Linked DNA regions of Capsicum annuum: region 2 is linked to region 1. Evidence: chromatin contacts called from public Hi-C data. All regions are on one chromosome and are shown on one strand. The core of a region is the stretch at or near the end of the contact, and the rest is flanking DNA. Distances in the headings are between cores, read along the strand shown. Region 1 holds the start of LOC107870876 (probable splicing factor 3A subunit 1). Region 2 holds the start of LOC107870875 (40S ribosomal protein S9-2).

What was found. Hi-C and Micro-C count contacts between places; a contact is called where the count stands out from the background.
Region 2: a Hi-C map of leaf shows a contact between it and region 1, with 2.8 times the contacts expected there. The contact joins the promoter of LOC107870875 here to the promoter of LOC107870876 in region 1. A contact is called at or near these places in 3 of 5 Hi-C or Micro-C datasets (bud, leaf and placenta).

What each region holds. Positions count from the first base shown.
Region 1 is chr5:51,105,419-51,110,799 of UCD10Xv1.1, reverse strand. It overlaps LOC107870876 (probable splicing factor 3A subunit 1), which reads left to right and starts at 3,360. Exons shown (of 7, transcript XR_007055742.1): 1 at 3,360-3,597.
Region 2 is chr5:51,410,115-51,415,495 of UCD10Xv1.1, reverse strand. LOC107870875 (40S ribosomal protein S9-2) reads right to left here and starts at 2,767. Exons shown (of 3, transcript XM_016717563.2): 1 at 2,575-2,767; 2 at 1,314-1,695; 3 at 247-552. The coding sequence starts at 2,602. The coding sequence ends at 369.

The DNA of each region.
Region 1 (5,381 bases), core at 2,111-4,610:
ATGAGTGTGATGCAACTATTAGCTCATAATAGGTGATATAGTTCAGATGTCCATAGGTAAACTAATATACATTACGCAATAAATGGGTGTGACGCAACTATAAGATTATGATAGGCGACACGGTTCAGATGTCTATAGGTATATCAACTACACATACATTACGCAATAAATGAGTGTGAAACAACTATTAGCTCATGATAGGTGACATAGTTCAGAAACATTCTATCCTCACTCATTTTCAACGTGCCAGATGGATGAACCTGCAAAACTCAAATTGGTAGCTAAGATTTGAGAATTGAAACTCACTCGTTTAAGTATAAAATCATTATAAAATATTCCTATACCTCCATATATAAGATATACATCTCGTGCAAATTATAATAACAAACTATGACACCTAGATCATATTTAAAGTTCATTTTCAAACAAAAGATGAAACTCGAATCCATGAGCTTCACAAAAAGGGACCAACTTTAAAAGTGTGAAGTATCAAAGTCAATTCTAGCTTACTATATAGAAAAACATAAATAAAATTGCTTCGAAAAAACAATCAAGAAAATAAATGATAATCAAAACAATGGGCAAAGAATCACTAAAGATGGTGAAAAGCTACCATTTATCCTTGAAGTTAGTCTTGATATTCTTTTGAAATATCTTAAATATAATGTTCAGTTTATATTTTTTCAAAAGTGCTTATTATGTACATAACTTATGCTCCCTTCATCCGAATTCAAGTATTTTTCTTTTGGCATGTTTCAAATAAAAGTGTCTTTTTATATTTTGTGTGTTTTTCAACTTCAATATTTTACATGGAAAGTAAAATCACAAGCTTAAAAGGACTAAACACGTCTTTAATTAGATCACAAGATTTAAAAAATTTTCTATATTTTCTGAACTTGGTGTCCAGTCAAACTAACAAACTTAAATTGAGATAGACGGACTACTAAATTCTAATGCAAAAGAATAGCTTACGTGGTCAACAATCAACGTATTCTTTGGGAATAAACTTTTAATATGCTAAAATAATGATGCGAGATTTTGTAAATAAATACTATTCATTAACACGCTTGTCTTTTTTTTTTCTTTTGACATTTGTCTGTACCTGTTTGTTAGGAGCAATTTCTTCATTTGAACAAATAATTTGTGCACAAGTGTTTTATGGACACTCAATTATTTGATTTCGTAAAGGCATTAAGAGGCTCAACTTCAAGCTAAAACAATTTGCCTTGTCAAGGAATTGTGAAAAATACAAATTTCACACAGAAAGAAATAATATACAAATCAGTCTCTATTTCAAATGATGTGTAATAGGGATATTATTATAAAATTATTATGTTGAATTGTGACGATATATGAGTAAAAAAACACATTGCATTTTAGAGTCTTTACTGTATTTTCTTTCAATAAAAAACTTATATATGCATTTATGAGAAAGACTGTGAATTTTTACAACCAACTTATATTTAATCATCCATTATTAAAGAATCTTCATTTTCATCTGGAATGCATCTAATCTCTCCATTTTACATTCAATTTTTTCTTAAAAATATAAAACTGTAACACACTATTTTTCTAAATTTTAAATGCGAAGATGAGACCTACTTTACGTAGGACAAAGCACAATTTAGGTACCTTACCAAGTAGCAGGTTATCAATAATATGGTTAACGGGTGAAAATTATCCCTCTAAAACTTTTTCTGTTAATAGAACAATAACAACTGATCTTATTAGATAAAAACTCACGTCGTTGATGTGACATTTAACTTTTTTTTAAAGATGTGACCTTTAACGTTCGGTTGAGAGCAGTAAGATAATTCTACAGTGATTAATTAAGAATTTTATCTTGAATAAGTTATTCTTGAACAATATAATCGATGATGATGAATCTCATATATAAATATGTATTTTCTGCTTGTACACAGACTGACAATAGTGAATCAAAACAAAGCAACAAATCATTAATCAATCAAACCTATAAAATCATCCTGTTTTAACAAGAATAAATGATAGCCAACAAACTCAGCACCCGTATATGATGAGATGGTTGTTAATAAGACCTCGTATTTTCAAGCCACGTTAAGTAAAAGAGGGACTTACCTCATTCACAAAGAGCATTTTTGCTAGTATCCTTGATACCAATACCTTGTCACCTAAATATTTCTGCAATAATGCCACAAACAAAAAACATAAGAAAATACAACAATTCATTGCAGATCGTATTATAACGGTGAGAAAGAATCACATAGGAAAGAGCATTTCGCTTTAGAGAAGCCTCCACACAAGTGGTGATTTTCGTGGTATAAATATCATTTTGGAATAAGTATTCAGCTACTTTTGAATCACGCCCCATTGCCACAGCTTTAGATAAGAAGCAACTATCAACTTTCATGCACAACAACACAACGAAGAATAGATACTCGGTCAAATTTTCAGAAAATGAAGAAAGGAATAAAACCCACAAAAATAAAAAATCGTGGAAGTCATTGACAAACTGAAATCATTCAATTTATAAGAAAATTAATCGACCAAGCAGAGAAGCATGTAATGGACCATAGGAGTGAAAGACAGAAGAAAAGAGACAGATCAAAATTGACTTCCATTAGTAATTAAAGGTGAAATGGGGCTCAAATTCAACTTGATTGAAAGTGACTTTATAGTTTGTTCGCCAAAGAAAGCGGGAGCTTGTTTCACCCTCAATAGATATTTCAAAGAACCCATTTACCTTTAAATGACATCTTACCTATCGAAAGTCAGAAACAATTGTATATCCCAAATACGGATATGTGTTATGTATGTATCTATTTTTAAAATCAAATATACCACGTTCATCTAAAAATTATTCGATAAAATATAATAAACTAACTAAAAGAAGTTTACAAAAAAAGGTTAAAATTTTGCGAAACTCATAAATATATCATACCCAAATAGAAGCCAAAATATAACCAATAATCTCACTGATATGACAAACCCAGTTGCATAAAACTTTCACACAAATTTATTATTTCTTCATGATTGTTTGATGGAGTGTTTGGAGAGGAACAATAAAGAAGGTAAGACAAAAATGATGATATAAAAGAAGATGGAAGGCAGTGGTATGTATTAACAAGTGTCATCGAAAAAGAAATAAAAAAAATATAAATTGAAATACCAAAAATATTCATAAAACAATATAAGATTCCTGAAACACCTTTGATCGTACTACTTACTTTTACTTATTATAATAGTAGAAAAATATAATAAAAAATTATAATATAGTAAAAAGTTATAATAGTAAATAAGGAAATAAATATTTAAATTTAAAGAACCCATCTGAACCCTCGAAATTACAAGTAAAAATACATGTCTATAAAACGCAATCAAAGGAAACAAAATCATAATTTCTCTTAAAAAAGGGATTATCCAACCAAATAATAAAACAAATTATTTAAATGAACTAATATAAAAATGTTGTAATAACAATACGTAGTACTTAAAACAATCGGATCAAATTTAGGGTTAAGTTGCAAGTAGGTCTCAAAATCTGATTTGTTCACTCTTCTCACCCAGAGAGCTCTACGTCGGTGCCTTCGCCTGCTCGTCGGTCTTCCTCTTCGTTAGGTAAGTTCCGTCTTCCTCGTCGAGTTGTCGACACAGATAATTGCCAGTAACCTTCTCTTTTCAGCTGTTATTGTGTACGGTAAAATTGGATGAATACGCGTATCGTTTTTAGGGTAAACAGTTATGTGATGCATTTAAAGAGTTCACATTAGCTCTTGAAGTTTCATTTTTCATGAGAAGAGAGAGATTTGTGTTCCTCTCTGTAAATTTTGTTGAAATATTTTCAATATGAGCCTTTCATTGAAAAGAGATTACTCCAAAGAAGGGGAGCCTTGGAGAAACTGGTAAAGTTTCTATCATGTGACCGGAGGTCACTGGTTCAAGCCTTGGAAACAGGACAGAAATGCAAGGTTAGGCTGCCTATAATAGATTTGTGGTTGGGCCCTTCCCCGGACCCTGCACATAGTGAGAGCTTTAGTGCACTGGGCTGCCCGTTTTAATAGATTACTCGAATCTTAATGTATTTCCGAGTTGAAACTAGTTGTTTAGCTTCTTTTTAGTTCTCTTATCATTCATTTTTCATAGATGGCTGAAAAATTAAACTATAGCAAGTGAGGTGGGTTCAATAGAAAGGTGATATATTTCTTCATCTGCAAATTCCGTTGAATATGAGCCTGAAACTAGGTCTGGCACTAAGAAAAGAAAAGTTGTACAATCGATTCAGGTGCTTGGGGACATTTTGAAAAGTTTAAAGATGTTAATGGAAATGATAGAGCAGGGTTTAATTGTTATAGTCGTGATTATAAGGCTGATACCAAAAAGAATGGAACGTCTTACCAATTAAAAAAAAAAAGAAAAAAGAGGATGGAACAACGTCATGGAATACTGATTTAAAGAATTGTCCAAATATGTAACTGAACATTGATGCTGATACCACTCAAACAAAGTTGGACTTTCCAAAGGATGGGAGAATTATTTTAGCATGAAATAGTTAAGAGGACTTTAGTTGATATAATAATTATTGAAGAATTGCCTTTTGGATGGAGAAAAAGAGGGCTTTAGGAAATTTTTTTGTAAAGCTCAACTTCTATTTCTACCTCCTTCCCATAGGACAATAAAGGGATTGTTATCAAGTTCACAATGACCAGAGACTAAAGCGAAAGAAATATTTTAAAGAAGTACAACCGAAAAGTTCCTTTACCACAGGCACATGAACATCATGGCAAAGAATTAATTATATGTGTTTGACTGCTCATTTCACTGTTAGTGTTGATAACACTTCTTCAAATGATTTCATGGTTAAAGATTTGTCTGATCAATTAGATATATGGGAAACTAATATGATGGGTGGTACACATCTTCATGTGATATGTACAGCTCACACACTTATTCACTTAAATTTAGTAGGCGTTTGACTCTAATTCCAAGTTTTGATTTAAAATCAGCATTTGTTTATTAAATTTGCAAAAAATTTCAACTTCAATTTCAAATCTTAAATTCTTCAAAATGTTGGATTTCAAATTTCATCAAATCTCAATGTTTTTATTTTGTACTTATGGTGCATTAAGGTTAAGTTGTTTCTATTCAAATGCCCTACACAGTTTCGAGAAGTTCATTTGAAGTAAGGAAAACCCAAGAATCCTTTTTGGGTTTTTGCTTGAATGTTTTCTTTGATGAGTCCGAATTGACGTAAAATATGAGATGTCCCTTTATCCCCCTTTTGTTGAAGAGAAATGAATAAAAAAATAAAGATGTGAGAATAGCTTTAGTTTATCCAATTACCGCCTAGTCTTATTTGATGCTCTCTTAAATTCAGACATCCAACTTGAGGCGCAGGAGTAGGG
Region 2 (5,381 bases), core at 1,518-4,017, 310 kb before region 1:
CGAGTGACAAAAAACTAAAAAACAAAAAAATGGGGCAGAAGTGCGAGAGACCTTCCTATAACATCTAAGTATAAAATTCTCAAGAAATCGTGGCAAGGTAGTGAAGAAAAGAGTTTGTGGACTCTGGCAACGAATTTGGAAGGATGCCTTTGAAGTTAAAAAAAAAACTAGAATGTGTTCTCTACTCAATTTTCTCGGAGGGATTTTGAAGGACAGAGTTCGCCAAACTCTTAAAACAGCGAAAAATCCAAAAATAAAAACTTTTGCTTAATACGTTTCTTTCTACTACTACATGCAGGTAACCACAATCTCAGAAAATAACATAGGCCAGTACTATAGCCAAATACTCCAAACACTAATATAGCTGCTTATTCTTCATCCTCTTCATCTCCATCACCACCAGAAGCCTTCTTAGTGGCAGCCGTTTGGTTCTTTCGCTTGACTCTTCCAGGACGCCCACCACCGAATGGACTAGTGAGAGAGAAGTCGATGTGCTTCTGGGAGTCCACTCGCACCATAAAGGAAGGAACATTCACCACCTGCCTCCCGACTCTGCAAATGCAACAATATGTGAATCAGAACTAGAGATCCGAATTCCGAGGCACCAACTAAAAAGCCAGGTACATTCACAGAATTTGCTTGGTGTAAACAACACTAGTGCTACATGCAGCAGACTTTACACCATATCTTTTGTATGTTACCGTAAATTCAATACATCAATACAATATATTTGCATGGGATGGCAAACATAGAATAAAGTGCATTTAGAAATGCTTCCGGAATAAAAATAGTGTTTTCCTTTCTCAGCGATTAAAGACAGAACACAAATGTTCGATTGATAAAACAATCTTCACAATATGTAACTTTGATCTTGTTCAACAGGCCTCACAAAAAACTCTTGGTGTATATGTTGATGGATCTTTGTAGCATTTGTATGGATCTTAAACATTTGGTATGACGTCTAGAAACAACAATAACTTTGGAAGATTTTGAAAAAACAAAGTACTTGGATGCTATTTCTTTCCGAATTCAAAAACATTTTGTCAAAAATAATATCTTAGGAATTAGGACAAGTTCTTTCAAGATAAACATTCTCCTTTTTGACTCTTTAGGACTTCCAAAATGAATACGACCCATCAGGAAGATTGGTTACATGTGCCAAATGTTAATGTGTCAACAGAGTGATATTATTAAATAATATTCTTCACAAATCGAGCAGAGATATATGCACAGCAGTGGAAGAAATTGATAAACAAAAACAGGCAAGACAGAAACTACTTATTTCCATTTGCCAATAAAGCAACTATCTGTACCTGATATGCCTTTGCCTGATGAGCACTCTAGCATGATGGATTGACTTAGCCATGCCAGTCTTGAACACAAGTGTTTGGAGACGACGCTCAAGAAAGTTCTCCACGGTGAGTGCCAAGACATAATCAAGCTTGTTTTGGCTCTCATCCAATAACCCGTACCGGTTCATCCTCCTCAAGAGAGCTTCACCTTCAAAGATACGGCGTGGGTCCTTCTCGTCCAGTGTGAGAAGCATTCTAGCAGCATTCCTGATACGGCTCAAAGCATACTGAACTCTCCAAAGTTCCCTCTTGCACCTTAGTCCATACTCTCCTACAAGCTTCAATTCTGCATCCAATCGCTCCTTCTCGTAGGGCCTTCGAGGCTTCTTAAAGGTCTTCCCATCTGAATTACAAATAACAATTATGTAAGATAGACTTAACATATGAACAAACTATACAGAGACTGAAGTTATGCACAAAGAGTATAACAGCAAAACAGCAAAATTGAAGATACAGAATATAAGACATACCGACTGACTAATATTAGGTCAAATGCTTATAACAAATTATGTTCAATTAAACATCAGTCAGTCAATCAAGTTATTAGCTAATGACTACTCACACATCAGATGAATTAAGCTAAACAACCCAAAGAATAGTACTCCCTCCATCACAATATGTGTGGCACACTTTGCTTTTTGATCCATTCCAAACACATGTCACCTTTTTATAATTTGAAACAACTTAACTTTAAAATTCATCTTTTAAAGTTAATGAAATGATTTATGGAGCCACATAATTGTGACGGAATAGATTATTTTGACTTCAAGGTAAACAAGAAGCCTCTCAAAACACATAGGCTCTATTAATCTCGTCATCTCATACTGCGCCTAATAGTAACAAAAAAGTCTTTAACCGCCTAAAAACGAAAATGGAAAAAGTCACCCAACTTCAAATTCAAGCAATACAATTGAAATTTATGTTCTAAACCAACTGATCGTACAATTATAACGTTCAGGGATGCCCATTAATGAAACAACTAATGACAAACAAAATCATATAAACTAGACAATTACTAGGCAGTCAGTCTCAACAATACACCAAGAATATTAGTGATATAAAACGACGTCAAATGCTGCATATATTCAAATAAATCCTACATAAACATTCATTAAAATTGTCCTATTGAGAAAAAAGATCGCTAACTTGTATTTAATCAAATAATGCAGAACGAGATTTTATACACAAGGAAGAAAGAAAAGGACGGCATTGTAACACTCACAGTTGCGATAAAAATTGACGTGCACCATGTTTGTTCGTCGTACCCTTCACTGTCTAGGGATCGAAGAGAAGGTAAGGGATACTCTTATATACTCGTATAACCCTAATAGGCCTTTAATGGATTCTAAAACTGTTGGGCCCAAAGTAGAAATTTTGACCCAAAACAGAATCACTTGCAACGAACTAAGTGGGTCAAGTTAAATTACAAAAAATGACAAACTTAACACCATAATTATGATAAATAATAATATTTTTATAAAATTATATTTTATAGCAAAAATAATATTATTTTGACGAACCACTCAATACATGCGTGTTTATAGCTATCAAAGAGTATATTATTTTCACTCTAACACTTATTCTCTTTCCTATTTTACTTTTACTGTATCTTTTTATTTTATTTTTTCAAATAGCTCATATTCTTCATATTTTTATTCCAATTTCTTTTCTTTTTCTCACATTTTTCATCTTAATTGATAAAGATTACGCTCCACAAAATAAGTTAACAATTAATTTTACAGTTATTACTCGGGTCCGTGATCCAGAGTAACGGTGAGATTGACGAGGATGTCTCGCACCGTATCGGGGCGGGATGGATGAAGTGGAAACTTGCATCGGGGGTGCTGTGTGATAAGAAGGTGCCGCCCAAGCTTAAAGGTAAATTCTATAGGGTGGTAGTCCGTCCGGCCTTGCTGTATGGAGCGGAGTGTTGGCCAGTTAAGAACTCCCACACCCAAAGAATGAAGGTGGCAGAAATGCGGATGTTGCGCTGGATGTGTGGACTGACCCGAAGGGATAGAGCTCGGAATGAGACTATCCGGGAGAAGGTTGGGGTGACTTCAGTGGAGTGTAAGATGCGGGAAGCACGATTGAGATGGTTCGGACACGTGAAGAGGAGGGGCATGGATGCCCCGGTCCGGAGGTGTGAGAGGCTAGCGTTGGATGGTTTTAGACGGGGTAGGGGTAGACCGAAGAAGTACTGGGGTGAGGTGATTAGGCGGGACATGGAACAGTTACAGCTTACCGAGGACATGACCCTAGATAGGAAGGTCTGGAAGACGCGAATTACGGCAGAGGATTAGGGCCTGTTCGGGTCGCTAATGTAGGGAGGTAATTGGTGGGGGTGTATTCCTGGTATGATTCCGTATTTCAATGTTCTGTTCCGTGTTCCGTGTTCTATGTTTGTTACGAATCTGTGTGCTTTCCTCTGCTTTATATTCCTGCATTCCTGCTTTACTCTGTTTTATATTCCTTATGGCTGCAGTATCTATGTTATGTCATCTGCTTCTGTGCTGTACTATGTGTTTGTTTGATATCTCGTAACTTGAGCCGGGGGTCTTTCGGAAACAGCCTTTCTACTTCATCAGAGGTAGAGGTATGGACTGCGTACATCTTACCCCCCCCAGACCCCACAAAGTGGGAATACACTGGGTTTGTTGTTGTTGTTGTTGTTGTTATGTTATCTTCTTCCCAAAATTCTATATATTTTATATTTTCTTGTTCATCATTGTCCTTGCGGATTTTTTTATACTTTTGCGATTTTTTTACTGTATGATTGTGGAGATTTGCTCTAATGGTAGAATAATTCAAGAAATCATTGAGTGTCAAAGAGGTGAGGTCGAAACATCATAATGATCCATAGAAGATGGCCGAAATAATGAACCAAAAAGGATTGAAGAAACCTTCATCTCCAAAACCGTCAAAATACACAAAGATCTGATTAAAAAAAAAAAGGAGAATCAAGCAAAATTTTAAGTCCTAATGTTGAAACTGTTTTGAATATGATTTTGAAAAATATAAAGGCGAAGAAGTATTTGTATATGTATTATTAACTAATGGGTACTTATATATATATATATATATATATATATATATATATGATGTAGAATCTGCAATAGACTGCTTCCTCTTCGGCGTAATTTCTGATTGAACTAATCAGTTGTATTGGTAGTCCTTCTAATTCAGATAGATCTGGGTTGGAATAAACACGGTCTAAATAACCGAATTTAAATAATTTTGCTGTGAAACCAGCTGATCCTCATGAGAAGATAGAAATCCTTGGATATAAACTTTTTATTTTGATGACTCCAAAAGTTTCTCCACAGTTTTCTGGTAGATTATAAACCTGTTTGGTAAATGTCAGATATTCTTCCTTTTTCGGATGGACTTTTCCTACCTGAAAAGAAGCAAACTTATTTTCTGAAGAGAAGTTAGTTCTTTTTTCTGATTTCTTAGAGGTTATTTTAATTTTTACTGATTTTATTACTTCAGAGAATTTTCTATGTTTGTGCTCGACTTTTAGCTTTGTCCGAAGACTCGGCCATCAGCATATCCGGGCTTACCGCCGAGATATTTTTTTCCCTAGTTGCTAGTGGGACATATCCTGCCACTTTATTAGCTTGACTTTTGGCTTTGTCCGAAAACTCTGCCATCGACATATCTGGGTTGCTTACCATCGAGATATTTTTGGCACTATGTGCTAGTGGGACATTTTCTGCCACTTTGTTAGGGATGATTTGTCATCCCATTGGTCTGATTTTCAGATGCTCGCATAGGAGTTGGAATTCCGTCATGTTTTCAGCTAGATCAATGTTAAATCGACTCAATTCAAATTGTAATTTCTTTGCTTTTCAGACAAGGTTACAAGTTCGTCTTGGATTTCAAATAACATGTTACTTTTTCCATTGATGGCATCGTCAATGTCATTTATTTTCTACCATATTCTGTTGATCAATACTTGAGTTCTATTGTCCATATTGGACGTTTCTTGAAAGAAAAACTGCAAAAATATTATCAGATCCTTTAATA